Linked DNA regions of Oryctolagus cuniculus: region 1 is linked to region 2. A link is a contact called in public Hi-C data. All regions are on one chromosome and are shown on one strand. Each heading gives the region's core, a stretch centred on a gene start, on an enhancer-like site or on the middle of the called end of the contact. The rest is flanking DNA. Distances are from core to core; before and after follow the strand shown.

Region 1 (6,388 bases), core at 3,693-6,192, 57 kb before region 2:
GTCTTTGCCACCAGGTGCTGGCTCCTGGCTTTAGCTTGGTCTTGCTACAGCTGTTGGAGGTATCTGGCTGGTATTTGGGGAGTCAAACAGCAGAGAGAAGAATCTCTCTCTCTCTCTCCCTCTCTCTGCCCTTCAAATAAAATAAATAAAAATTTTAAAAAGGAAAAAGAATTGTGAAGAAAGGAATCCAAGAATTTGCCTCTGTAACGGGTTTTCTCTGTCTCTTGGGAATGAGCTCTCCAAGCAGCGCTGGTAGAGTGGGGCTGCTTAGATAGTTCTGTAGGCAGTGAGCAGGTGCCAGGGAGTGGACTTTGGAGGTGATTGGAATCCAGGCAGAAATGAAAGGTAAACTGAGATGAGGAACACAGACATTGAAAGAGTAGAAAGAACCAAGTTAGTGGGTTCCAAAGTTGTTTGTTTGTTTGTTTTTTACAGGCAGAGTGAACAGTGAGAGAGAGAGGAGAGAGACAGAGAGAAAGGTCTTCCTTTGCTGCTGGTTCACCCTCCAATGGCCGCTGCGGCCGGCGCACCGCGCTGATCCGATGGCAGGAGCCAGGGGCTTCTGGTCTCCCATGGGGTGCAGGACCCAAGCACCTGGGCCATCCTCCACTGCACTCCCTGGCCACAGCAGACAGCTGGCCTGGAAGAGGGGTAGCCGGGAAAGAATCCGGCACCCAGACCGGGACTAGAACCTGGTGAGCCAGCGCCGCAAGGCGGAGGATTAGCCTAGTGAACTGCGGCGCCGGCCTTGGGTTCCTAAGTTCTTTACCTTCATCATTTTTCTCTTGCTGCCTCTGTCTCCTGTGTAAAATATTGGGGTTAACTTACTTTTAGGGTCCTGTGGAGTATCTCAAGGATCACAATGAGGAAGGAACCCTTTAGGGTTATCACAGTCTCCTCATCACCCAAAGCAAATCTGCTTGAATTTGCTGAGCTGATTGGGCTTCTATATTAGGTTCATTTAGATAAAATATTCAGTACCAGTTTTTCAAAAATTGAAAAGTACCACACTAAATGATTTCTAAAGCACTTACAGCTCTGAGATACCAAGTGTGTCTGCAGTGGCAATGCCAACAGCACAGATCATTAGCACAGAAAAGAGCACCAGGGGCCTTAGGATGCAGGCCACATTTTGAGGCCTAGTTTTTTAGTATTGACTCCTGCTGTTCAAGCCTGCTGCCCTCCCTGTCGTGGGCTGACATTTAAGCAGAGAAGAAATAATTGTGATTTCTTCATGGATATACCACTCAACTCAGAGAAAAAAATAAACCCCAAAGGTCATTGTGCAGACAAAATAGTAGCTGGTTAATTGCCTAAATTTCCCCCTTTTCACGAATTATTTTGGTATGAAGTAGCTATACGTAAATAGAAGTCCTATTGAGTGACCTGGCATAAGACCAGTTGTACATTCAAAAGCAGGTGTAGCCAGCAACAAGCCAAGTTGTGGAGGAGAGCATGCCAGCATTTAGACACCACTTTCCCTATTTGGACACAGCACTACAACATCTTCAGAAACAAGCATCTGTTTACAAATGAACATAACCCCTAGCTTCTGTGCACCTTCCAACCTGGGCAAACGGCTGCCAGAGATGTATGTGGCAAAACTTGGGTTCAAGTCCAGCTCTGTGCTTACTGTATACTTTGGACACATCAGCCATCTTATCTAAAGTGGGGGATAATAATATCTACTTTGCAGTACTGCTGTGAAGATTAAATACGCTAATGCATGTGAAAGCATTTTGTAAGTAGCACAAAGTCTTACAAATGTAAAGGTACATTTATCACAATAATAGCATCATAGTCAAGCAAACAACATTAGCAAAAAACACGATTACAGTCACAAGCTATAGAAATGCTTTTGTATATAATCAGACAATATGCGTTTATTAACATATCCATTTCTTCCTTCACTCACTAGTTCCTGCCTGTACAGCGCTAGTCCCTGGGGGAGATAAGAAGTAAATGAAAGGGGAATGGTTAGATAAAAAATGCATTTAGGGCTTGATGACCAAACAGTTCAATGTCTATGGAGCCAGGAAGTGCATTCTTCTCTGTGAGGACACAGAGTCTGAAGACTCTGTTTCTCCGTGGAGGGGAGACAGCGGCTCAGTAAAATCCAGAGTAGCTGCCAGCTTGGCAAATGGAAGCTGACTGAAGGCAGATTTGATCACTCAAGGCCTTTCCAGAAAACTCATTGCTCTTTCCATTCCCACCAACTGCACCCAATCATGTTTTGCTTGATGCTTACTTGTCTCCTAACTGCCCTGCAGAAATTACATAGTACCTGAGACAAGTGCAATTTGGCTTTTCAGAGTAGAAGACAAGGCTTGTAGACCACCGGACTCGTAGACTAGCACAGTGATGATCCTCGGCGCCTCTCTCCCACAGTAAGTGAAGGAAAAATGACTTTTTAAAATAAAAAACTTGAAGTCAGTGTGCCTCCATGGACTATGTCCTTTCAATTTTATTTGTTTATTTTAAGAGTTTATTTATTTGAAAGGCAGAGTTAGAATGAGAGACACAGAGACTGAGATCTTCTATCCTCTGGTTCATTCCCCAAGTGGCTGCATTGGTTAAGGCTAAGCCAGGCCAAATCCAGGAGCCAGAAGCTTCTTCAGGGTCTCTCACGTGGATGCAGGGACCCCAGCACTTGGGCCATCTTCCCCTGCTTTCCCAGGCCATCAGCAGGGAGGTGGAACAAAGGTGAAGCAGCCAGAACTTGATCTGGCGGCGTGATGGGATGCTGGCCTCACAGACGTCTGCTCTACCCACTATGCCACAATGTCAGCCCTCCTTTCAACTTTAGTAGAACACATAGGGGCCAGCACTATGGTATAGTAGGCTAAGCTTCTGCCTGTGGCACCAGCATCCCCTGTGGGCGCTGGTTCATGCCCCAGCTGCTTCTCTTCTGATCCAGCTCCCTGCTATGGCCTGGGTAACAGTGGAAGATGGCCCAAGTCCTTGGACCCCTGCACCCATGTGGGAGACCTAGAAGAAGCTCCTGGCTCCGGGCTTCGGATGGGCCCAGCTCTGGCCATTGTGGCCATTTTGGGAGTGAACCAGCAGATGGAAGACCTCTCTCTCTCTTTCTCTCTCTCTCTCTCTAACTCTACCTCTTAAATACATAAAATCTTTAAAAAGCAAAAAAACAAAACACAAATGATTTAGTATGAATATATGATTATTTTGAGAAAATCGACAACCCGAGACAGCTTTAAGCAGTGGAAATAATGGACCTGTTGTGAGTTGTAGAGTTAACTGGACTGCCACACCCTGTGACTCACGGGTGATATGTTGTGCCCTGCTATACTGGGCCCTCATCTCCCACATACCACTCACTGAGGTCTGCACTTGCGGTTTTTTTTAAACTTACTTCCCTTGCTTTTAATAATCACAAATAAAAATAAAGTCAAGAGTGACCACATACTCTCCTATAGGAGGTTGGAATTGGAAGGAAGCTAGAGTTTTTAGTCCAAGAGAAGCACTTTCCTTTGATCTCTCTCCCTTCTTTCAGAAATGGTGACAATGAAGATTAAAGTCTTTTCTGGAGGGCTTTTAAGAGCATTGCATGTATTTTGCAACCGAAAGAGTTCAAGCAAGGATAGAGGGCGAGTTTTCCTGCTTGGGGAAGAAGCTGATTACAACACCCTTGCCTCTGAGCCCCAGTAAAATGCCCCTTGACCTGCTCTGACTTTCTCTGTGCCTTTGGCACGGATTTGTCCCAGGGACTCCTGTTGAGAGAGCCACCTGGTGTGTATTTTTTCTTTGTGTGTTAGATAGACTTTCAGACAGCATGGGGCACTGAAGTGTGTGCCTTGTGGCTTGTTACAGAAAGAGTCCTCAGAGAAAGACTGCACCCTGTTCCATAGCCTTGTGGGAGCAGCAGTCCTGTTGCTGTGGACACTGTTTTACCCAGCCCTGTGTTGACACCTGTGTCTTTGTTTCCTGGTGCTTTGTAATCTCAATTTGTTTGCTTATCCAGCTGTTTTCCTCAGCGTTTGGATATAGACAAAATGTGTAGTATTTTACTACTCTAATACTGTAACATACCATTCTCTTCAAATCCTTTAATCTATGGGAGAGAGATAGAGAGAGCAAGAAAGAGAGAGATCTTCCATCTACTGGTTCACTTTCTCAATGACTGCAATGGCAGGGGTTGGGCCAGGCCAAAGCCAGGAGCCTCAGCCGAGTCTCCCATATGAGTGGCAAAGGCTCAAGTACCATCTTCTGCTGCTTTCCTGGCACATTAGCAGGGAGCTGGATCAGAAATGGAACAGCCAGGACTCGAACCCCAGTGCTCATATGGTATGTCAGCATCCAAGGCAGTGGCTTAACCCACTGCACCACAATGACAGCCCCTGTATTCTTTTTAAAGGCAAAGTAATGAGACACTGATGCACAGATACGTAAGGGTTATGTGAAAAATCTTAGACATTTGTTTAGATTATGTATATCTGATGACCAATGACCTTCAAAAATGAGTGACCTTATAATAAATCTCCAATAATTTTGAGACCAAGGTTATCCTAAATAGACCATGGTCACATACAACCCTCCTCCCCCAACTAGCTTTAGCCTAAGGTAATTTCTATCAATGACCCGTTTTGTTCTTCATACCATTATCAATGCTGTGTAAGAGAACCAAGGCTTAGAGACAAGAGCTGTGCCCAGGGTCACTCAGGGAGCACAGGAAGCAGCTGGAGCTTGAAGCCAGGTTTCTCCCAGTGGAGCTCCAGGGGCTGCCCAAATGATACAAGCTTCATCTATTTCTCCGAGAGTCATGGGATGTGGCCCAGACCACGTGGCAATGAATCCACGGGGATAGGTATTAAGGGACCATGATTTGGCCACAATGTTGCTGCCTACAACAATGATATCCTGGGTAAATTCTCTTTCCTCATCTAGGCTTCAGGTTCCTCATTTCTAACAGCAAGGACTGCTGTCAGTGGGGAAGGCTCTCTGCAGCTGTTTCTAAGGTTTTGCAAATGTCTGACCTTTGACTCAACAATCTTTCTTAACTCTTGTTTTCAAATTCCTGAGTTCATCTATGTGGCATCTTAGTGGAAATGTTACAAATGTGAACTCAGAATACATTGTAGGAGAAATCTGCTGGGCAGAACCCACACAAAGATGTTGAAAACTAGTTTTGCAATCTTTACCCCTCACCTACTTTGGAATGAGAGATTAAGGTTCTAACCAAGAATGGTTAGAAGGAAGATTTTCAGATCTTTAGAGAGAGTTGTCAGGGTGCTGTTAGAGCCCTTTACCCACAACCAGCAATGAGGGCTTCAGGGAGACCACTTGGAGCACTTGGGTCCCCTGCAAGGGAGGGGAGGCAGTGGCCCAGCATCTAGCGATCAGAGCCAGAGGCTGTGCAGGTGAGATAAAGATGTATATTAGGGAGGCACAAGCCTTTTCATGAAAAATAGCAGCTGCATGTTTCTATGGACCTGTACATTCTAAGACAGAGGATGAGCTGGCTTGAGTTGCCTTAGATTCTGCCTCACCAGCCTAAGGCCAGGAAATCTCAGTAGAAAAAGGCTAGAGGTAGGGGCTGATGGAAGCATTAAGTCACCCACTTCAAGACATTCACACCGAATGTCACAAGAACAGCAAATGGAAGTCCATAGATGCCAGGGTCTCTCAAAACCCCACAGGAGAAAGAGGCAACATTTTACACATCTCAGGCTCAGAGAGCACCAGTGCTACCCACAGCAGCACCTTCAGGAAAACTTTTCTCCACCTTTCTCCTGACCTTCTAATCTGGCAGATGTGGGGGAGACTCCATCAATTAAAGGGAGCAAAACAGAAGAAGGTGGCAACCTAAAGAATGAACCAGCTCAAAGCCCTTCTCCTAGTACTGGAAGCCAGCCGAAAGCAGACTCACCCTGGGAGGGCAGCAGCATGGAGTTAACTCCCCAGATTGATAGCTGACCTGAAACTCTTTGAAGGTGAAGAGTGAGCAAAGGACTTTTCTTTTTTCTTTCTTAGATCTAAATGGGATCAGAAAAGGCTGGCACTAAGTTGCCTCCAAAGGAAGAGGAACACCAGCCCAAAGAATGGGCATGCACTGGCAGTGGGGGAGAAGCGCATAGCTATTTCCTGTTGTGTTTCCTGGATCCTGATTATTGAATATAATGGCTACATCTTTATGCTTAAAAATACTACTTTTCTTTGCTGCAGGTAAGTTGATTTGGCAAAGTGTTCAGTTTCAAAAGCTTGAAAACCACTAACACTGGACGTGGAAAGCCGCTTCTGACACTGTCATCAATACCAGTTATTGCAGAGTGGGAAGAAAGTAGCAGAATTCCCCCACTCCCAGCCACCTTGTGCTCATATCCTTTTGGGACCTATGGCATGAAGCAAAAGGAACTGAAGTTGGTTCCTT
Region 2 (6,561 bases), core at 3,885-6,384:
CTTCCAATCCAGCTTCTTGCTAATGTTCTTTGGAGGCAGCAGATGATGGCCCAAGAACGTGGATTCTTGCAAGGTAGACCTGGATGTAGTTTCTGGCTCCTGGCTGCCACATGGCTGTTGCAGGCACATGCGGAGTGAACCAGTGGATAGAAGATAGCTGTTTTTTTTTTTTTTCCTGTTACTCTGCCTTTCACATAAATAAATAAATGCATCTTAAAATACATTCCATAAGATTCAAATGTGGGCTATTATAATACCTAGATGATAGAATATGGGCAAAGAAATCAACAGATTGGGAAAGTACAGCCAGTAACAGAGGAAGAAAATCAGTAAAGGGTAGCATCCCAGATTCCAGGTGGAGAAAGTGTTTCCAGAGGTAACCAGTGATCAATTATATCAGATGCTGCTGATAGGTTAACTAGGATGAGCCTAAAAACTATTGGATTTAGCAAAATGGAGGGCATCCATAGCCTTGAGAGAAGCAGTTTTACTAGAGTGGTTGGGGCAAATGCTTGCTTGGAAATAAACCAGAGAATATAGGAGAAGAGTGAAGGCGGTGCGTCTCCACAACTCTTCGGAGGCCTGTCTAGTGGGAGAGGAAGCAGAACACTGAGGCAGCAGCTTCACCAGCAACTGGACTCAGCAGAGGTTTCTCCCAATATACCAGGTGGTCTGATACCGTCCTGCCTTTGTAAAAAGCCCTTCTCCTCCAGTCTATCTGGTGAACTTTCACTTCTTGAGAAGCTAATGTGAGCATATCTATACTGAACTTTATTACTGTCTGCATTGATTCTTCAAAATAGGACTTACTGTAGCCAGTGCTGTGGTGGTGTGGGATAAGCTGCAGTACACAGTGCTGGCATCCCATATGGGCACCCATTTGAGTCCCAGATGTTCCACTTCCGATCTCGCTCCCTACTAATGTGTCTGGGAAAACAGCGGAAGATGACCCAAGTGCTTGGGCCCCTGCATCCACATGGGAGACCCGGATGAGGCTCCTGGCCCCTTGCTTCAGTCTGGTCCAGTCCTGCCCATTGTGGCCATTTGGGTAATGAATCATCAGATGGAATCTCTCTCTCTCTCTCTGTCTCCCTCCCCACATTTCAAGTAAATAAACAAATATTTTTAAAGGACTTAGTGTGTGCCTGTTATGAAATAAGACACTCATCAATGAACAGTGAGGAAGCCTGACAAGATCTCTGTCTTCTTGGAGGTCACCATCCAATGGGGGAGACCAAGACTACAGAAGTAAACAAAGAAAAAAAGTAACTGATCGCTACAGATCATGAGGAGAGTTGTGCAGGCCACAGACTGCGTGGTGGATAGAATGTGAGCTGTGGTAGCCCTGGGAGGCCTCTCTGGGAAGGTGATCACTGAAATGAAACCAGATGGACACTGCTATGACTTGGATGTTTGAGTATCCTCAGATTCCTATGTTGAAGCCTTAATCCTCAATGTGATGGTATTTGGGGGTGGGGCCTTTGAGAAGTGATCAGGTCATGAGGGTGGAGCCTTCAGTAATGGGATTCTCTCCCTGTGAGGACACAGCTGAAGTATATCCACTTGCAATCCATAAAAAGGGCCCTCATCAAGACCCAGGTCAGCTGGTGCCTGGATCTTTGTTACAGCAGCTTGAGCTGACTTAGACACATATGAAAGAGCAAGTCTCAGGAAGGCCCAGGAAAATCCTCCAGGCAGAGGGAACGTACTCTGGTGGTGGGTAACAAATAGGCGTCTCACAGGGTAGCTGTGGCCTGAGCTGGGGCCAGTGAATGCTTAAATGGAGCAGGTGACCCGACGCCTGACTTTACGCTCAGTGAAATAGAATTTTAGCAGGGGTGCTTGGAGCGTGGGAAGATGAGGCTGGCTTTGTCAAACACTGGCTGTGTACATGGTGACAGGTGCATGGCAGGACACAGGTATGTTTTGGAGGTAAACCAGTCAGCAGATAGGAATGTAGTGAATCAAAGAAAAGAACAAACTAGCCGGCACCGTGGCTCAATAGGCTAATCCTCCGCCTTACGGCGCTGGCACACCGGGTTCTAGTCCCAGTTAGGGCGCCAGATTCTGTCCCGGTTGCCCCTTTTCCAGGCCAGCTCTCTGCTGTGGCCAGGGAGTGCAGTGGAGGATGGCCCAAGTGCTTGGGCCCTGCACCCCATGGGAGACCAGGAGAAGGACCTGGCTCCTGCCTTTGGATCAGCGTGGTGTGCTGGCTGCAGCGCACCGGCCGTGGCGGCCATTGGAGGGTGAACCAACGGCAAAAGGAAGACCTGTCTCTCTCTCTCTCTCTTTCACTGTCCACTCTGTCAAAAAAAAACAAAACAAAAAACAAAACAAAAAACTAAAACTTGTGTTCTTGGTATGAGCAGCCAGGTGGACGTGGAACCATTATCTAGGAAAGTGTTCATGACAGGCTAGGGGGCTACCGGTAGGTTTTAGGACTTACTCCTCTTCAGCCCTGCAAACGTGTCTAACGTTGGCTTCTTTCTTTCCGGCTTTGTTCTTCATTATTTGATAAGTTGTTAGAGAGTCTGGCCTCTTTTTTTTTTTTTTTTTTTTTTAGAAACCATTTGTTTGTTAAGTACAACTTTCTTTTTTTTTTTTTTTTTTTTTTTTTTTTTTTTTTTTTTTTGACAGGCAGAGAGGACAGTGAGAGAGAGAGACAGAGAGAAAGGTCTTCCTTTGCCGTTGGTTCACCCTCCAATGGCCGCCGCTGCAGCCGGCGCACCGCGCTGATCCTGGCAGGAGCCAGGAGCCAGGTGCTTTTCCTGGTCTCCCATGGGGTGCAGGGCCCAAGCACCTGGGCCATCCTCCACTGCACTCCCTGGCCATAGCAGAGAGCTGGCCTGGAAGAGGGGCAACCGGGACAGAATCCGGCGCCCCAACCGGGACTAGAACCCGGTGTGCCGGCGCCGCAAGGTGGAGGATTAGCCTATTGAGCCACGGCGCCGGCTCTAAGTACAACTTTCTAAGTACAACTTTAGGAATATAGAGGTTCTTCCCACCATAACCACCCTCCCACCCCACCTCCTCCTCCCTCTCCCATTCCCAGTCCCGTCCTTTTATACTCCCCTCTGTAGCTCTGAGCCCAGCAGAGTGCTTTCGGAACACATGGGTTGCACCAACAGTTCCTGGCTGCACCTCCCAGGTGCTACCGGTTGAGGGGTCAGCTGCTGGATGGCAGGGCCCCTCCCAGAAGCACCAAGGGCCTCACACGCTGCGCCCTGTCCTGTCTGTCTTATTAAAGCAAGAGAGGGTGTGCACGATAAGGCAGGGTGGGACCCTTGACTCACAGACTCACAATTAGCAGGCTTTTGTCTTTGAATCTGACTGGAAGTGACTCATGGGCTGGAAAAAAACCTGTTGGAAACAAATGAGGGGGAAAAAAAAGGAGGTTAAGCCAGTGCTGCATTTCATGCTCAGATAAAATGCAGATCTGCTGTCCCATAAACGTTGACTACTGTACACTACCTCAGCCTCCTTCCAACAAAACCCAGGGGGACTTATTAAGCGCGACAATTCACTCATTTTCTCCAAGATTTTTATTAAATGCAATTTAGAGGGGATAAAGTTTCCTTCTTTCTCTTCACTCGAATGAACCCTAATTACCACTAGGGTGGAATAAGATGGGCTTCTTGAAGTCCGCCGCGATGAGTATTGCTTCCCCTTTAAATTAACCCGCCAGTCTCTTGTTCAAAAAGCCAGCGGTGCACTTCCTGTCCACACAGACTTGGCTCCATGCATTTTAAAGAGCATTTATTAAGCACCTGGTGATGGGGCACTGACAACTATATAGCCTGTGCAGGACAAAAGACACAGCTTTGCCTGGGGGTGGGGGTGGGGTTTACTGTGGGGGGTGGGGAGTGAGTTTTGCACTAAGATTCTGTGCAAGTTAAGACTAACAAAAGCCATTTTGGACTGCTTGGGGGTTGCAAGTAACAAAACACCAATCAGGTTAAGCAGTAGGGAGAATGTGTAGGTGGTCACAAGTCATCCGTGGCAGGCAGCATGCACCAACCGCCAATTCCATCAGCCCCCACTGGGCTCTGTCCCTGCCCCCAGCCCTGCCTTCACACACGCTGGGAAACAGCTCATACACAAGGTTCCTAAATACACCAACTTGCAGTTTTAGCCCTGGGCAGAAACTGTGTTTTTTCACTTCCAGTTTCAAAATCCCCCCCAAGAAAACCTGTGTTGTGTCAGGTCTTTGCTCGCGGACTCCCTGCCTGCCACAAGGTTGGGGAAGGGCAGCGACTGGTACAGCTTAGGTCGGAGGCTCCCTGCCCACTCTCTCTCGGCGCCGACAAAGCGGCTCCTGCTGTAACTGCGGGTGTGGGGCGCCACTAAGCCAGGAGTGGAGGGGGAAGGGCTGAGGACGCCGGGCTGCCGGTGCGTTTTCAGAAACCACCGCAGGGGCTCTGGCCTCACCGGCCGCCCAGGACTGGACTCTGGGCAAGCCAGTCCCTTGCGAAATCTGGATTTCACTGAATCCTCACGACGGTCACTGAGGGGCCTGGCTGCTGCCCCCATTTCACAGATGCGGGCCTCAGAGACGTTGAGCACCCGGCCCACACTTAGGCAGCTAAGAAGCCCACAGAGCAGGATTCTGCTTCCAGGCGCTTCCAAGTCTCTGGGCTGCTGGCACCACCCAGGGCGCGCACCCACCCAGCTCAGCGGGGAGGAGAAGGCCGGCCCTGGGGGAGGGGCAGCCCGACACCGCGGGTTGGGCCGGGGTCCCACCCGGGCCCGAGGCGTGCAGGGATGCGGCCTGAGGAGCCCACGCCGAGCAGGGCGCGGGGTGGGGGGAGGGGTGCTCGGGGCCTGAATGCAAGGCCCCGGCACCGCAGGCAAGGCCACGCCCTGGTTGGGAGAGCGTCCCTCCAGATCCCGGCCTTTAACTGCAATCCCATTTAAGGACAACCCGGCCCGGTTCACACCTAGCCTTGAAGATGACAGATGGCTCTGTGGTCCATTTGCAGGGTGAGAACGGGAGCCTATAACTCTGCACCTGCACTGCCGGCTCCATAAACCAAGCAGATCGTGGCCCATAAAATGCCACCGCCGCTGAGGCGCAAAATCCAAGCGGTCACCTGGAGAAGGAAGTCCGCCACGGAGAGCGCCCCGGGACCCCGCACCCACGGGGGAGGCTGGGCACGCGGGTGGGGGATGGGCGCAGGCGGCCTCCCCTCCCCCCACCCCGTGCCTCCGCTCCCGGCTTTGTAGCCCTGCTCTGCCACGTGGTAAAAGCTTCCGGAGGGCGGGGGGTGGAGGGGGCGGCATCAGTTATTTCTGCCTGAAGAGTTTTTGACCAAACGTAAGCGTCGGAGGAGCGGGAGCCCGAACCCCCCACCCCGCCACCCCCCAAGCCCCAGCGGCTGCGACCCCGACGCGGCGGCGGCAGAGCCCCAGCGCCGAGCGGCTGCAAGGCGCCCCTCCCCCGCCGCGCCCGCGAGCCCATTTTCGCTTGGCCGGTCCCCGCGCTGCCGGATGGATCGCGCCCCACCCCCGCTCCTCTGCTCAGTCATTCAGACTTGGAAAGTCAATAACACGCTGACATCATCAGGGGTTTGTGTATTATTACACGGCTACTTTCCAGAGTACCTGGCATTCTCTAAGAGAGGAGCACTCTGGCTGCCCAAGAAAGGGCCCTGAACTGGGAGCCTGGAGGCCTCGGGCGGGGCGGCTGCTCGGAGCAAGGCTCGGTGCTCGGCGGGGAGCGTCTTCTGGGCACCAATTAGGAGCAGATCCTCAGCTTCTGCTGCGCTGGATGCAGATGCACTTTAGATATCGATACAGCCTTCACTGTGGCTTGGGGGCACACTTATAAATCATCCTTAAGTGACCTGTGTTTCTACCAGAGACATCCAGAAGCATTTTCAGTGATCTTTGCATAGGAAAAAAAGAAAGGCATCTTCTAGGCCCAGGAGCCCAAAGCTGATTCTTCTGAGCCTCTCGGGGTTTGCCTGTGCGAGTCTCTTATGTAATCGCCATCACGGCTGATTAGGTCTTCCTGGTCTCTTCCTCCCTCCAGGGCTGAGCTGGGTGGTTTGGTGGCTGTGTTTTTCTTTAAGCCGCATGCTGGGCAAACACACATCCATAGGAAACACATCCCAGATCCACGGTGCAGGCTGCTCCCCCAACGGCTCCCTTGTGCAGAGTGGCTCAGTTTTTTTTTGGGGGGGGGGAGGGAAGTAGATTAATTTGTTGTTAATTAAGACTCCTTTATGTTGCTACTCTGGCATTTCCTTTTCCTAGAACGAGTTTTTAAAGATAATTTCATGTATTTTAGATGATCCCCCCCTCCTCTTGGCTGTGGTACTTGAAACAGCTTATATAATGACTTAACTATCGATTACTGTTCTGTTCATACACACACCTGAGTTTAAAAAAACAGCCGTAAAACTTAGACAACGCTGTACCTTCTCTATTTGGCCAAACAGGCGATTTCTTTCTTCACACACACACACACACACACACACACACACACACACACACACAGGGCTGACTGACCTCATTTGAGATTTTCTTAGTATCTTAAGTGGCAAAAAATGGCAGCCAGCC

Evidence for each region. A called contact is a pair of places that touch in the nucleus more often than the background predicts.
Region 1: a contact with region 2 is called in a Hi-C map of skin fibroblasts, with 4 times the contacts expected there. The contact joins two enhancer-like sites. A contact is called at or near these places in 3 of 6 Hi-C or Micro-C datasets (ear pinna, skin fibroblasts and an unstated tissue).

What each region holds. Positions count from the first base shown.
Region 1 is chr4:102,622,570-102,628,957 of mOryCun1.1, reverse strand. No RefSeq gene overlaps it. Among named protein-coding and RNA genes, the nearest start is that of TBL1XR1, 93 kb to the left of the region's middle. Within about 2 kb of position 4,942, at least 2 of the 8 cell types and tissues checked have an H3K27ac peak or open chromatin away from gene starts, as enhancers often do.
Region 2 is chr4:102,565,899-102,572,459 of mOryCun1.1, reverse strand. No RefSeq gene overlaps it. Among named protein-coding and RNA genes, the nearest start is that of TBL1XR1, 150 kb to the left of the region's middle. Within about 2 kb of position 5,134, at least 4 of the 8 cell types and tissues checked have an H3K27ac peak or open chromatin away from gene starts, as enhancers often do.